Regions from separate parts of the Mus musculus genome. Here region 1 is linked to region 2. Evidence: chromatin contacts called from public HiChIP or PLAC-seq data. All regions are on one chromosome and are shown on one strand. The core of a region is the stretch at or near the end of the contact, and the rest is flanking DNA. Distances in the headings are between cores, read along the strand shown.

What was found. HiChIP or PLAC-seq counts read pairs in DNA pulled down with a chosen protein or histone mark.
Region 1: a contact with region 2 is called in an H3K4me3 HiChIP or PLAC-seq map of the SCID.adh cell line, with 15 read pairs. The contact joins two enhancer-like sites. A contact is called at or near these places in 10 of 39 promoter capture datasets (the 3T3-L1 cell line, the C10 cell line, cranial neural crest and 6 more), 29 of 484 Hi-C or Micro-C datasets (the 63-12 cell line, B cells, the C2C12 cell line and 24 more), 21 of 115 datasets of contacts at active chromatin or transcription factors (the SCID.adh cell line, astrocytes, bone marrow-derived macrophages and 13 more) and 3 of 9 other capture datasets (adipose tissue, liver and pancreatic islet).

The regions. Positions count from the first base shown.
Region 1 is chr11:20,608,511-20,614,571 of GRCm38.p6, forward strand. It overlaps a transcript of Sertad2 not described here. Among named protein-coding and RNA genes, the nearest start is that of Sertad2, 20 kb to the right of the region's middle. Within about 2 kb of position 2,506, at least 15 of the 459 cell types and tissues checked have an H3K27ac peak or open chromatin away from gene starts, as enhancers often do. A contact at or near this core is called in the SCID.adh cell line, where this site is marked.
Region 2 is chr11:20,536,606-20,543,543 of GRCm38.p6, forward strand. It overlaps a transcript of Sertad2 not described here. Among named protein-coding and RNA genes, the nearest start is that of Gm32142, 62 kb to the left of the region's middle. Within about 2 kb of position 2,611, at least 10 of the 459 cell types and tissues checked have an H3K27ac peak or open chromatin away from gene starts, as enhancers often do. A contact at or near this core is called in the SCID.adh cell line, where this site is marked.

The sequences.
Region 1 (6,061 bases), core at 1,256-3,755, 72 kb after region 2:
GACGCCTTAAATGAGAGGGTGGATTGTGGAGTCGCATGCAGCACCCACTGCATGCTGGGGGCCGAGGAGTGTGAGCAAAGTTAGGCCGAGCAGCTTCATGCCCCACCCGATGGCTCGGCCTGGCAGTCTAGGCTGTGCGTGTGTCATCAGCATATGTGGGCGGGAGCAGTGTGAAAGCATGCTAGCTTTCCTTTGGAGATATAAATTACAATGAAATGAATAGTGGACTACCTGCACCCTTCCACAGAGCACAAACATGTCATGTCTGTGTGCGGGGCTTTCTGTCTATAGCTAATGCTTCCAGTAGCGAAAACCAACTTCAACTTTCTATTTTAAGTATAGTAAGATTCAGTTGTAAAAATCACTATAAGCTAAAGCTGTTTATAGAAACTAGCTAGTGTGTGGGCATACTCAAAAGAAAAAGGCAGGCTGTATTTAAAAAGTGATATGTTAAAGTTTTTCTGATTCATGGTGCTAGATAGGTAGATAGACAGAGTTTTGTCTGAAATGTTTTTTGAAATGTGCTTTGGCAAAGAGCCTTCATTTGACATTTAACCAAAGTAACACTGCAAATTTGCCATAGTACATAACAGTGTGATAGCCGACTCTGCAAGGTTGTGCTCTGTCCTCTGTGCATGCTATACAGCTTAAAAGCAGGTGTTAAAGGTGTGGCATTACTGTCATGTACTCCACAACAGTAGATGGACCATCACCATCTGCAGCCATAGAGATGACAGTGTCACCGTGGTTTCCTGAGCAGCACAAATTGATTGAGTACTTAGGGTGCTGGGAAGTTTCTTTTGAATCAGCCAAGTATGTATAGATATGCAGCCATGGGAAGTTCATACAGGAACTTCACTTCTATAGCACACTAGCATTCTATACCCTTGAGTTTTATGGAGAGCTTAAAGTTATCTCTAAGTGTGTCAGACTTGCTTAACACAAGTGTGTTCTATGAAAATTTTACTTTATACCTTCATTGGTGTTATCAGTGCTACCATTTCCCCCCCCACGGGCAGTGCTGGTGTTTCCTCTTCTCATGGCTGGGAACCATTAGAATGCTAAGGTGTTCTGTTGAAGTAAGAGCTTTAAATCATCCCAAATCAGGGCATCTAAGGTCACTGTTGTCAGGGTGGTAGTGGCACATACCTTTAGTCCCAGCATAAGAGAAGGTAGAGGATGGCATGTCTCTGAGGTCAAGGCCAGCCTGGTCTACAGTTCCAGGATAGCCAGGGCTACATAGAGAAACCCTGCCGATAGATAGATAGATAGATAGATAGATAGATAGATAGATAGATAGATAGATAGATAGATAGATAGAAAGATAGATTTTTTTAAAAGATCTTATTTGTTGTATGTATATAAGTATACTGTAGCTGTCTCCAGACACACCAGAAGAGGGCATTGGATCCCATTACAGATGGCTGTGAACTATCATGTGGTTGTTGGGATTTGAACTCAGGACCTCTGGAAGAGCAGTCAGTGCTCTTAACTGCTGAGCCATCTCTCCAGCCCGATAGATATTTTTATTCATTCTTTCTTTCTTGCCTATTTCATACTCCCTTTTAAAGTTCCATTTACAGCCTTTGGTTTAAGGGGGAAAAGTCAAATGTATTGAAAATTAAAAGCAGGGTGGTAGAAGCACACACCTTTGATCCCAGCACTTGGGAGGCAGAGACATGTGGATCTCTAAGTTCAAGGCCAGCCTGGTGTACAAAGTGAGTTCCAGGACAGTCAGAGCTACACAGAGAAACCCTGTCAAAAAGAAGAAGGAGAAGGAGAAGGAGAAGGAGAAAAGGAGAAGAAGAAAGAAGAAGAAGAAGAAGAAGAAGAAGAAGAGGAGGAGGAGGAGGAGGAGGAGGAGGAGGAGGAGGAGGAGGAGGAGGAGGAGGAGGAGGAGGAGGTGGAGGTGGAGGTGGAGGTGGAGGTGGAGGTGCAGGGCCGGGCAGGGAATGGGTACTAGTGATTGTGGTAACATGTGGGGCTTTTTGATGCTCTTCTCTATCAAGAATACAGTTGTCCTTGCTTTGTACATTCTGAAGAACTGGAATCTCAGAATGAACTGTTTTGTCTACCACTACCATTTCCTGTCTGCCTCAGTTTCCTTTAATGATCAGCAGTTATACATACATGACCTTTGTAACATGCTTCCCCATGTTACCTACCTTGATTTCTCATGATCCTGAGAGATTAGTGGGACAGTTATTACTAAATTCTTCAGGCAAGAAGCCTTAGGCATAGTTGAATCTTAGAGGTTACAGATCTCCTAGGGAGGTTTGCTCACCCATATGGGCATAGTGCCTGTACCTAAACATCCTAATTCCATGTCTCTGGGCAGGACACAGGAAGGGATATTTTTGGAAAAAATCACTTTCCCAGACCTTCTTGTGCATTTTTCTATTGACCGCCTCTCTGGGAGTCACCAAGCTGAGCTGTTATGACAAGTATGTGGTTTACTATATTGTCTCTACCCACATGCTACAGAAAACCTAACTAACGGTGCCGTAGACCTAAGAGTCAATGGTCGGAGGGTTGAAGAGAGGGACTTCATAAGGAGCAGGCAGAGGAAATGAGATGGGCAGATTGTGGTTGGGATAAAGTGCTTTGAAGCTGAAGAAGTGTATGGGGCCCAGCACCCCTGGAGTATAGAAGGGACAAGGAGGGACATAGAAGAAACTCAGCCTCTTGACTCCTTGGTTGTAGACTTCTGGCCTCCAGAACTAAAGTGTAAGTTTGTGTCATAGGATCACAAGACCCTAAATTGAGGTGGCAGGTTATTGCAAACATTGCTTCACATCTGACGTGGGATAAAAGGCAGTCATTGTGTTGACTCATAAGGTCTTCCACAACTTGCCTTGCTCCTCCCAGTCCCTGTCTCCTCTCATATTAACCAACCCAACACCCCCTCACCTCCACTTCATACCCTCCTGTCCACAAGGCCTGCTCGCAGTGAGTGGCTCTTCCTCCCTCTAACCCTTCTGCCTGAGAGTTGCCCAGTCTATACCCCTACTTCCTGCAGGTCCTGACTCAGATACCTCTGTTTAGCTTTATTCTATTTTTCTCTTTTATGACCTAGGGCATACAGTGGGCATTAAATACATATTTGTTGAGTATATGCAGAGATCTGATTAATTTAGTAAGACAAATTGCTAGAAATGAGATGCCTGCATTATAGATACAAACATTCAGAATGGTTCTGGATACAAATGACCAAATGCTGTTCTGCCTGAGGTCAAATCAATTCATATCCATCCCATCAATAACCCCAAGAAAATCCTGTCCACTTGATACTCACAGTTATTAACATCCCCAACCAGCTTGGTTCCTGGACAGTCTATGTCTTTTATGTTTGTATGACTTTTAGTATGTGAACTGAATTTTCATGGTATTTATTAGCTTCTGCCTTTTGCCCATTCTTCTAATGACAACCTGATTTCAATGGCTTTCTAATTTAGTGCTGATGTTTTTAAATTAATTTGTAGAATCCAAATGGGCTTTGTTGTCTCTATTGCAAATATTACACCTAGCTTGTATTTTTTTTCAGTTTCCTTGCCATTTTTAATAAAATGTTTGACATTTTTATCTTTTCTCGATGGCTTATTTGGAAAGATCTTATCTTGTTCTAATATCAACTATTCATCTACAATGTCTGTCAGCTTTTCTTATGTTTATGATTTTTAGTTGGAAAGATCTTATCTCGATTTGAAATCAACTGTCCATCTACAGTGTCTGTCAGCTTTTCTTTTCTTTTTTTTTTTTTTTTTTTTTTTTTTTTTTTTGGTTTTTGGTTTTTCGAGACAGGGTTTCTCTGTATAGCTCTGGCTGTCCTGGAACTCACTTTGTAGACCAGGCTGGCCTCGAACTCAGAAATCTGCCTGCCTCTGCCTCCCGAGTGCTGGGATTAAAGGCGTGCGCCACCACACCCGGCTGTCTGTCAGCTTTTCTTATGTTTATGGTCTTTAATGTTATTTAATCTATGGTGTGTTGCTTGTTGTATAAAAGGCCATGTTCAGTTTCCTCCAGTGCTCTTGTTGTACATGCTGTTAGTAACGCCTTCTTGAAAATACTAAGCCTTTGTAGTTAGTAGGGCTGCTTCAAGTAAAAGAATTCAATAAAGATTCTTTTTTTTTATGCCAGAACTCAATTCTTAATTATTGTAGTTTTAAAATCTGATTTAGACTCCACTGTTACTCTTGCAGAGGTCTCGGGTTCCATTCCCAATATCCTCATGGTGGTTCATAAGCACTGCTCACTACAGTTCTAGGGGATCTTGATGCTTTCTTTTGACCTCTGTGGGCATCAGGCATCATATGGGATGCACAGACATATATGCAGGCCAAAAACTCATACATATAAAATAAAAATATAATAAATCTAAAAAAAATCATTTAAGATTATTTTTGAAACAGATGCAATGGTGCACAACTTGAATGCCAACGCGGCAGAGGCAGAGGCAGAGAGGCAGGGAGGCAGGGAGGCAGGGAGGCAGGGAGGCAGGGGCAGGGGCAAATGCTTGCCCCGTGTGCCTGAGGCCTGGGGTTAGCTCCAAGCACCACCAAAAAAACCCCAGGACAACAGAATTGAACGTCAGCAGGATCCAAAGCAAATTCCAGACCAGCCACGGTTGCCTGGCTAGGGGTAGCGGGGAATATATATCCTCTGTTGGGTCTAAATAAATTCTAAGATTATTCTGTGTCAGGTTAGATTTAATGTCCTCTTGCCATTCTTCCATGGAGAATCTCTTCCTGAACTTCCCTTAGCCTTCTGTTGATCTCTTTGATCTTCTGCACAGCCATTCCGTCCTGCAATTTAACCACTTGTCAGGCCAGTATCCTGTGGGGGGTTTTGTCTTGTTTAGTTTTTTCACCTTCCTGTCTTTGTCAGGGTGCTCCTTGTGCCTGTAGTGACCTTGATTAATGTCCTTGGCTGATGGCCCTAAAATTGATCAGTACCTTAGTGCCTGCTTCCTCGCTGTCCTGGCGTTGTGACCACCATGTGGCCTACTGTATCACAGTGGGACAGTCTTTCCTGAAACCTCCGGAGGAGCTTCTCTTGTGCATTCTGTTGCTGGAAGTTAACCCCAGGCCTCAGATCAGGCATACTGGGCAAGAGTTTGCCCACTGCTATCCCCTCAGCCCCTCCCTCCATTTTGTATGTCTAGTATCGTCCATGCTACCATCTGATAGCTTGTGATATGAATGGATGAGAGGAAGACATTTAAGACTAGAAATTTGAAAATAAGTGGTCACAGTGACTAAGGTGAAAGACGAATTAGGGGCTTGCCTAGGGCTAAGCAGGTGAGAGAGGATAGGCTTGGAAACCAGCAGGAGAAAGCTTGGGGGAGGGTGAGGATGGGAGGGTGATTCTCAGAAACCCCAATTTCCAACCCAGACACCAAATGTGCACAGCTGGCTTAGTCATTTGTGGGACTTCAGAAGAGGCACACATTTGAAGAGGATATAACTAGGCTGGTTTAATTTATTTGACAGTTCTTTATTTGGAACTGGGGACAAGGCAGGTGCATGCATGGTGTGTGTGGAGGTCGGCGGACAACTTGAGGGATCCCAAGGTTTGAACGGAGGTCATCAGGCTTGGTGACCTTTTACCTACAGAGTCAACTCACCATCTCCCTGGCCAGTTTTAGATGTGCTGTGAGTTGGACATGTCTTTAGATAACCAGTGGAGATATCTGATGTGAAAGGGAGTATAAACAGGCCAATTACACAGTTACTGTTCCAAGGATCACTCTTTGGAGATTGAAACAGGATGCTATTAATAATTATGGCAGGTTAACAAACATAGTTCAGGAATGGCCCTGATTTGGACTAGGGTGTCTGCCTATATTAAAAAAGAAAAAAAAACCTAAGGTGGGAGAGAAATCATTAGTATATAGGTGCCCCAAGAGTGAGCGAGGTTGCCTATGAGAGTTTTCCTTACGTGTGGGTATCCTAACCCACCACCCTAACCCACCACCCCTGCGGCTGACCCCCACTCCCGGTGCACACATTCCTCTGCCCCCAGACTGTAGCCAGAGGTTATTGGAAGGCGTTTTTTGTTTTGT
Region 2 (6,938 bases), core at 1,361-3,860:
TCTACCACCCATTTTAATAAATAGAGCACTACCAGCCCCAAGAAATCCCTGTAATAACCATTTTTAAAATGCCTCTTTTGGTTTTATGTCCAGAAGTTTATTTTCCTGATTTTTTTTATTGTTTTATTCTTTTTTAAATGGGGATGGAATCCAGGCTTCTTCCTTGCAGATAAAGCCTCTATCACTTGCTTCTTTTCATTTTTGCTCTTACTTGTCTGTCTCTTTTGCATGTACATGCACATTCACCCATGTGCACATGCATGAGAGGCCAGGGGTCAGCCTCAGCTAAGGAGCCCCTTCCTGTTCTTTTCTTTTTGAGATAGGGCATCTCACAGCCTAGAACTCACCATGTAGGCTAAGCTGGCTGGCCAGCAATCCCTAGGGATCTACCTCTGCCTAGCTCAGCGGCACTGGGTTTGATAAGTCAGTGCCACTCTGCCTACTTTGTTTTCTTTTTTCTTTGTTTTTTGTTTTTAACTGGGGGTCAATTTCAGGTACCTGAGCTTGCAAGGTAAGCACTTTAGCAGCCAGCACCTTAGTAACTGAACTATCCTCCTCCCCGCTCCCTGATTACTTAAAAACAAAAACTTTATCTACCTGTCTGTCTGTCTGTCTGTCTATCTATCTATCTATCTATCTATCTATCTATCTACCTACCCATCCATCTATCTATTTACTTGTTTTTGTGTATATGTGTACAGGCAAAGGCTTGCATGCAACATGGCATGCATGTGGAGGTTACAGGAAACTTGTAGCAAGCAGTTGGTTTTCGTCTCCCAAGTGGGTCCTAGGGATCACACTCAAGTTGTCAGGCTTGGTACTGAGCCACGCAACCACCTGCCCTCTCCCTTTTTAATGGTAGTTTTTACAGTGTTTCGCTATGCTGCTTAGGCTGGCCTTGAACTTGTGATCCCCCCAGGTAAGTCTTCCATAGTAGGTAGGGAAGACACCTGATTTGATTGTTTGAATGCTTTCTGAAAAATATGTTGTCCAGTCTTGCATGTGCTTAACCTGCAAGTAGAATTCTGCTTTTTTTTTTTTTCATTTAATGTTCTCTCTTTTGAGATAACCCTGACCAACTCACTACTTTGTCTTCCCAGCACAGACCTCCAGCCAGCTACTTTTTGGATTCCTATATTTCTCTCCTGAGAAGTCCTCTGCTGGCAGATTTTTCTCCTCAGAATTGTTTGTTCACACCCCTGCTAAATAGTCATCTTAGAAAACTGAGGTCAAAAGCTGCTAGTGATGGCACAAGCCTTTAAAACTCCTGGGGCAGAGGCAGGAAGATCTCTGACTTCAAGGTCAGCCTGGTCTACAGATGGAGTTCCAGTATAGCCAAGGCTACACATAGCTAGGGCTACACAGAGAATCCCTGTCTCAGAAACAAACAAGCGAACAAAAACCAAAAGCAAAAACCAAACAATATCAACAGCAACAAACCAAATTCCAGAGCCAATGATGTAGCTTAGCGGGAGAGTATTTGGCTAGCATGGTCATGGTTTCCATCCCAAGAACCAAAAGCAAAGGGGAGCTAAGAATCACTTTCTGGAAGCTGAGTAAGATGGGTGGGTGTGTTCTCAGCTACTTGAGTGAGTTAGAGGCCAGCCTGGGCTATAGGATTCTATCTCAGGAACAAAACAACTTTTTTTTTTTAAAGTCATATTCAGTAGAATAAAATATATTTATGATATATTTAATTTAAATATTTTTAAAACCACACATAGGCCAAATATTTAATAGCTATTTCTAGAAAATAGTTATAGGTAATTTTTTTTCTTTGTGATTCCCCTTCCCCTCCACCCCCCAATTTGCAACAGATTAAGGGAAGTCTACACAGTTGGTTCAAGTCCTAGCCTGACTTTATTTTCACATCTCCCAGAGGTGGGGAGCAGATGAAGTTCTGAGTGGATGTCTGTCATTAATATGAGCACAGCTAAATCAAGGACCTGGATGCTTCAGACCCATGGGAATGCCAAAGCCTTCCTCAGGTCGGGCTCAGGGAAATGGAGAAATCATCCTCTGGTCCATGTGCAGATTAGGTAATGACTAAGCAGATTAGGTAGTGACTAAGCAGATTAGGTAATGACTAAGCAGACATAGAATGCTACATTATAAGCTCCTGGAACCGCAGAAAGCAGACTGTGGTCCTGCTAGGTAATGTTTATAACTGCGAGGGTCCCAGTGTTGGAAAGTGGTGATGAGCAGTGCAGACTGTAAGAGGGAATCCTGAGAAATTTGCTTTTGAAAACCTTCATCTCTACAACACCCCAGCCTTCAGATTTGGGGAACCTGCAGGTAAGGTTGCCTGAAATTTCTCAGTCCACCAGAAAAGGGGTACAGGCAGCTGGGCTCAATCACACCATGTACCTTCCTGACAAACTCCCAGTTTAGGCTTAGGCCTGCGCATACATAGGACTTTCTGAGGGCCACGAAGCTGTAAGCATTACTTAAGGTCAGAGTTCAGTATGCCAGTAATAAGCCATTAAGGATGGATTCAGCAGAGGCAAGCTTTTAAAGCAGCAGGATCCACAGCCAGCAGGGGTTATTTGGGGTGTACCTTTGTGGGAAATGACTGTTTTCAACTTGCCTGTGGAGGAGACAGTCCTAACCTGACAGCGCACGGGGAGAGTTTAAGCAACACTTTTGTCGCCACCCTGCCTTTGCTAAGCAGCACCCGGAATCTATCCCCAAAGCCCTTGGTGATGCTTTCTCTTGTCCGTCAGTCCTGATATCAAAAGGGAGCAGCACCTGCTGTCTAACCTGACTCCCACAGCTACTTCTCTCCCCTTCCATCCAACTTTGAAGAGGCCTCGTGTCTACTGCTTGCTTCCTGACTCATGATGGATATTGCAATTGCATCAGTTGCTTCTCACTGTGGTCATGATCAGCACCAGCGGCTTTCTACGAGGTGCACACATGCATGTAAGTAAACATATTTGGGCTAGTCTTGAAATAAAGCTTTTTAAAATCCTGGATTGCTTGACTGTTTCTAACTTGAAAACAGGAGTGGGCAGAAGAGGCCATCTTAGAGGAGCCGCTTAGCTGCACTCAGTCTTTAAAGTTAACAAAGGGAGCACTGGGAGATGGAGGGGTGGTCCATGGCAGCAGAAACTGTGGTGGATATAGACATACACACTACACATTACACACACACACACACACACACACACACACACACTTGCCTCTAATCTTTACCATGTGTCACTTTAGAATTCTGTGCCCTCCTTATTCCAATATTTCTTAAAGTGTGGAAGGCCTGCTAGATTCCTGCTTCTCCCCTCAGGCGTGTGTGTGTGTGTGTGTGTGTGTGTGTGTGTGTGTGTGTGTGTGTGTGTGTGTGTGTGTGAGATAAAAACCTGCTAACTCATTTGAACTAGAGATGAATCTCAATAGCATCAGTAAGTTTGCCCTAACTATGCTTCTATAAGCAGTGTTGTGGCGAACACCTTCCACTGCCAGGTGGGACCTCTACAAAGTTAATAGTTCCAGGAGTTCTAAAGGGAGGCTTATTAAGACAGGAAGTAAACAGCCAGGCAGCGATGGCACATGCATTCTGAGAGGCAAGTAGATCTCTGAGTTCGAAGTCAGCCTGGTCTACAGAGTGAGTTTCAGGACAGCCAGGGGTACACAGAGAAATCCTGTCTCAAAAAAAAAAACAAGACAGGAAGTAAACAACTCATAAATCTCAGAAATCCCTGAAACACACCAGATTCACAAGACTTCTCCCTCCCCAAGGTTATGAAAGCAGTAAAGTCTGGGGAAGAGAGAGACTCTTTCATTTAAGGAGCTGCAAGCAAACCATGGGAAAAGCTCCAGTATTTCAGCTTTGGTGAGTTGTCACCCATATTGGGGTGGACTTTCTGTGGCATGACTGCAAATGAGTAGTCCATGTTCTGTAAGTAACCCCAGGAAATTCATTGATTCAGTAAGTTGGCCCTTTGTGATACTTAGCTTTGCCCTGGGTAATCAGACATTTGTTTCTGTCTCCCCAAGAACAGCAGCACACAGCACTTTCTACTCAGACTTATGCACAGCAAATACGCAAGTGATCACAAAACGATCATAAAGTAGAAGCCAGGAGAGAAATAGATGTGAGAGGAAAAAAGAATAAGGACAGGAAGAAAGAGAGGTGTCTAATGAAGTGGTTAGTGTGTCAATACTCAAATCACCTGAACTATTGCTTAAGCAGCAAATAACCGATAGACCTGAGGGGAGACCCAGGAATCTAGCAGGCCTTCCACACTTTAAGAAATATTGGAATAAGGAGGGCACAGAATTCTAAAGTGACACATGGTAAGGATTGGAGGCAAGCCATAGCTCTTCCACCACGAGATTGCTAACCCTTATTTGGAGATCTTTCAGAGTCAAAATCTGTTCTTAGTACCATTATGGTATATACAATAATTCACTACATTTACCTATCTATAAAATGACCTCATAGAAGAATATATATATATATATATATATATATATATATATATATATATATATATATATATATATATATCTAGCTTCTGGAGAGATGGCTCTGAAGTTAAGAGCACTTTGCTGCCCTTGCAGAGGACCCAGGTTTGGTTCCCAGCACACACACAGCTGTGAGAGCAGCTTTCTTTGACTCCAGGGGATCCAATGCCTTCTTTTGGCCTTTATGGGCACCAGGCACTAACATAGTACACATAAATAATAAATACAAGCAAACACTCATCTGCATAAAATAAAATGTAGTACAGTAACCCAGATTAGGAGTAGTGGAGTGTTTTGTTTGTTTTTGCCACAGTGAGGGATCCAGCTAACATTGTTCACCTTGTACGAATCACTAGGCTGACAGTGAGAACACTAGGTCCCCTGCCCTGTATAGCTCCAGTGTAGTTTCAACACACGAAGAGAAAATGCATAAATGAGATGTGTGTTGCAAGAAGTTGCTGGCATAGTTCATTTTCATTAGTAGATTCTGGACCAGAAGGTAATCACGGAGTCAAGCTGTGTCACAATTAAGCTCCAGAAAGGTCTGGGTCCTAAGGTGAGCACAGTTAAGGAAAGCCCCAATGTGACCAGAGTAAACATTTGTCTTCATTTTTATCTTTTTCCCATTTTTAGAGCACTGTGGATTTCGGTTATCTCGGGATGAGGGTGGAGGTGGGGGAGTCTCACCCACTTCAAGACCCTAAAGCAACATTGTCTCACCAGTACTTGACTTATTTCAAAAGTGGGTGTTGGGTATTCCAGTATATTTGAATATGAATGCAACTGTTTTAAGCCCCAGGAAAACACCTCTGAATCCAGGAAGCCAAGAAGTCAAGGCAGTAGGGATGAAACAGGTTTAAGGGCCAGCCTGCGCTACACAGCAAACACTAGGACAGCCAGGATCAAGTATCGAGACTCTGTCTTAACAACACCAGAAACGAACAATGCATTTTGTAGGTAAGAAGATGGGTTTTGCCAGCGTGTTTGCTTTTTGGGGGGGATTTCTTTCAAATCCTAATGCATAACAATGGGTTAAAGTCTGTGAAGTGATTACTGGACAACAGCCAAAATATCGAGGCACGCCATAGCTCCTGGGAATGAGTACTGAGTAGGTGCACTCTGGCACTGCCTTAGGGTTCAAGGTGAGGGAGTGGGAGAGTGCAGAGGGACGTTTGGAGAAAGCTAAGATACACGCGTACTGCAAAGCCCGAACAGAGTCGTTCACACCAGTTTAAGAAGTGCCTTTTCCAGAAACCCAATAAAAGAACATGTGTTCTGAGGAGCTGTTTCAACCTGTCTACACCCTAGGCGACTTCCCCCACAAAACGGGCAAATCCTGGGCCAAAGTGATTGCCACGCCTTGCGTCTTTGGCTCCTGAAATCCCAGAGCACGTGCCCACAGGGGCTGTTTTAGCAGTGGACACTATGGACGCGGATCAAGTTTGGATCGTATCCACTCCGAATCGGTCCGCCCTGAGAGTGGGCTTGGCCGGCAGGTCCACTGGCAGGTTTCGCAAGGGGCCCGCCCGCGCGCCCCTCCAGCCGGTCCAGGGTTACGCCGCCAGCTGCGGTGCCCCGCCCCGCCCCGCCCCGCCCCGCCCCGCCCCGCCCCGCCCCGCCCCGCGCGGCCCGGCTCTCACACGGTTACTTGCGTGACTGACTCGGGCCGGGCGGGCTGGAGGACCGCGCGGGAGGAGGGAGCCAGAGCGCGGGCCCGCCCGCTCCTCACCGCCAGCCTCTCCTCCTCATTGGCCACAGGCCGGCGTCCATCACCCCCAGGTGGCGCTCGGATTGGCGGAAAGCGCACTTCTAGAACGAGGAGGGCAGAGTGACTCCGCGGGTCTCCCGCGGCTCCTTTTCTCCTCCTCCTGCTCAACGTCCACCCACCTCTCCCCACCCCCATCACTTCCCCCGCCCGGTGCTCTACAGTGTCCTTAGAAGACTCATTGGGCCAGGGGCGAAGCCAGCCACCTAGCGAGCCTCACTGCCATTGGTCTATGATCACGCCCGTCACGGCGGTACGCCCTGCCACTGGGCAGCCTCGCTGCGCTCCCGCCCCGCCCGCCGCCTCCCTCGCGGCTCTCCCCAGCCCCCTACCCCGCCCGCCTCGCCGCTCCTTCCCGGTCCAGCTGGGCGGGGACTGCCCTAGGACTCTTTAAAGTCTGTGAGTCACTGCACAACCTATCAATCCAATTAAATGTCTTGAGCGAGCCGAGCGGGCGGTGCTCCCCGCCGCCGGCCGCCCCTGCTCTCGGCGCCCCGCTATCCATGGCTGGCTGGCTGTATTCCTCCCGGTGCGCCCTCTTCCCGCATCTCGCCAGCCTCGGCAACTTCCCTTCAGCTAGCCTCTGCCCCCAGGCCGCCACGGCATGGGCTAGACCCCGAGCCGCTTCTTGCCGTCTCCCGTCCAGTCCGTGTGCGGTATCGCCCCTTTAGCCTGTCTCGCCCATCCCCGCCGTTTCCCCGACAGTCAG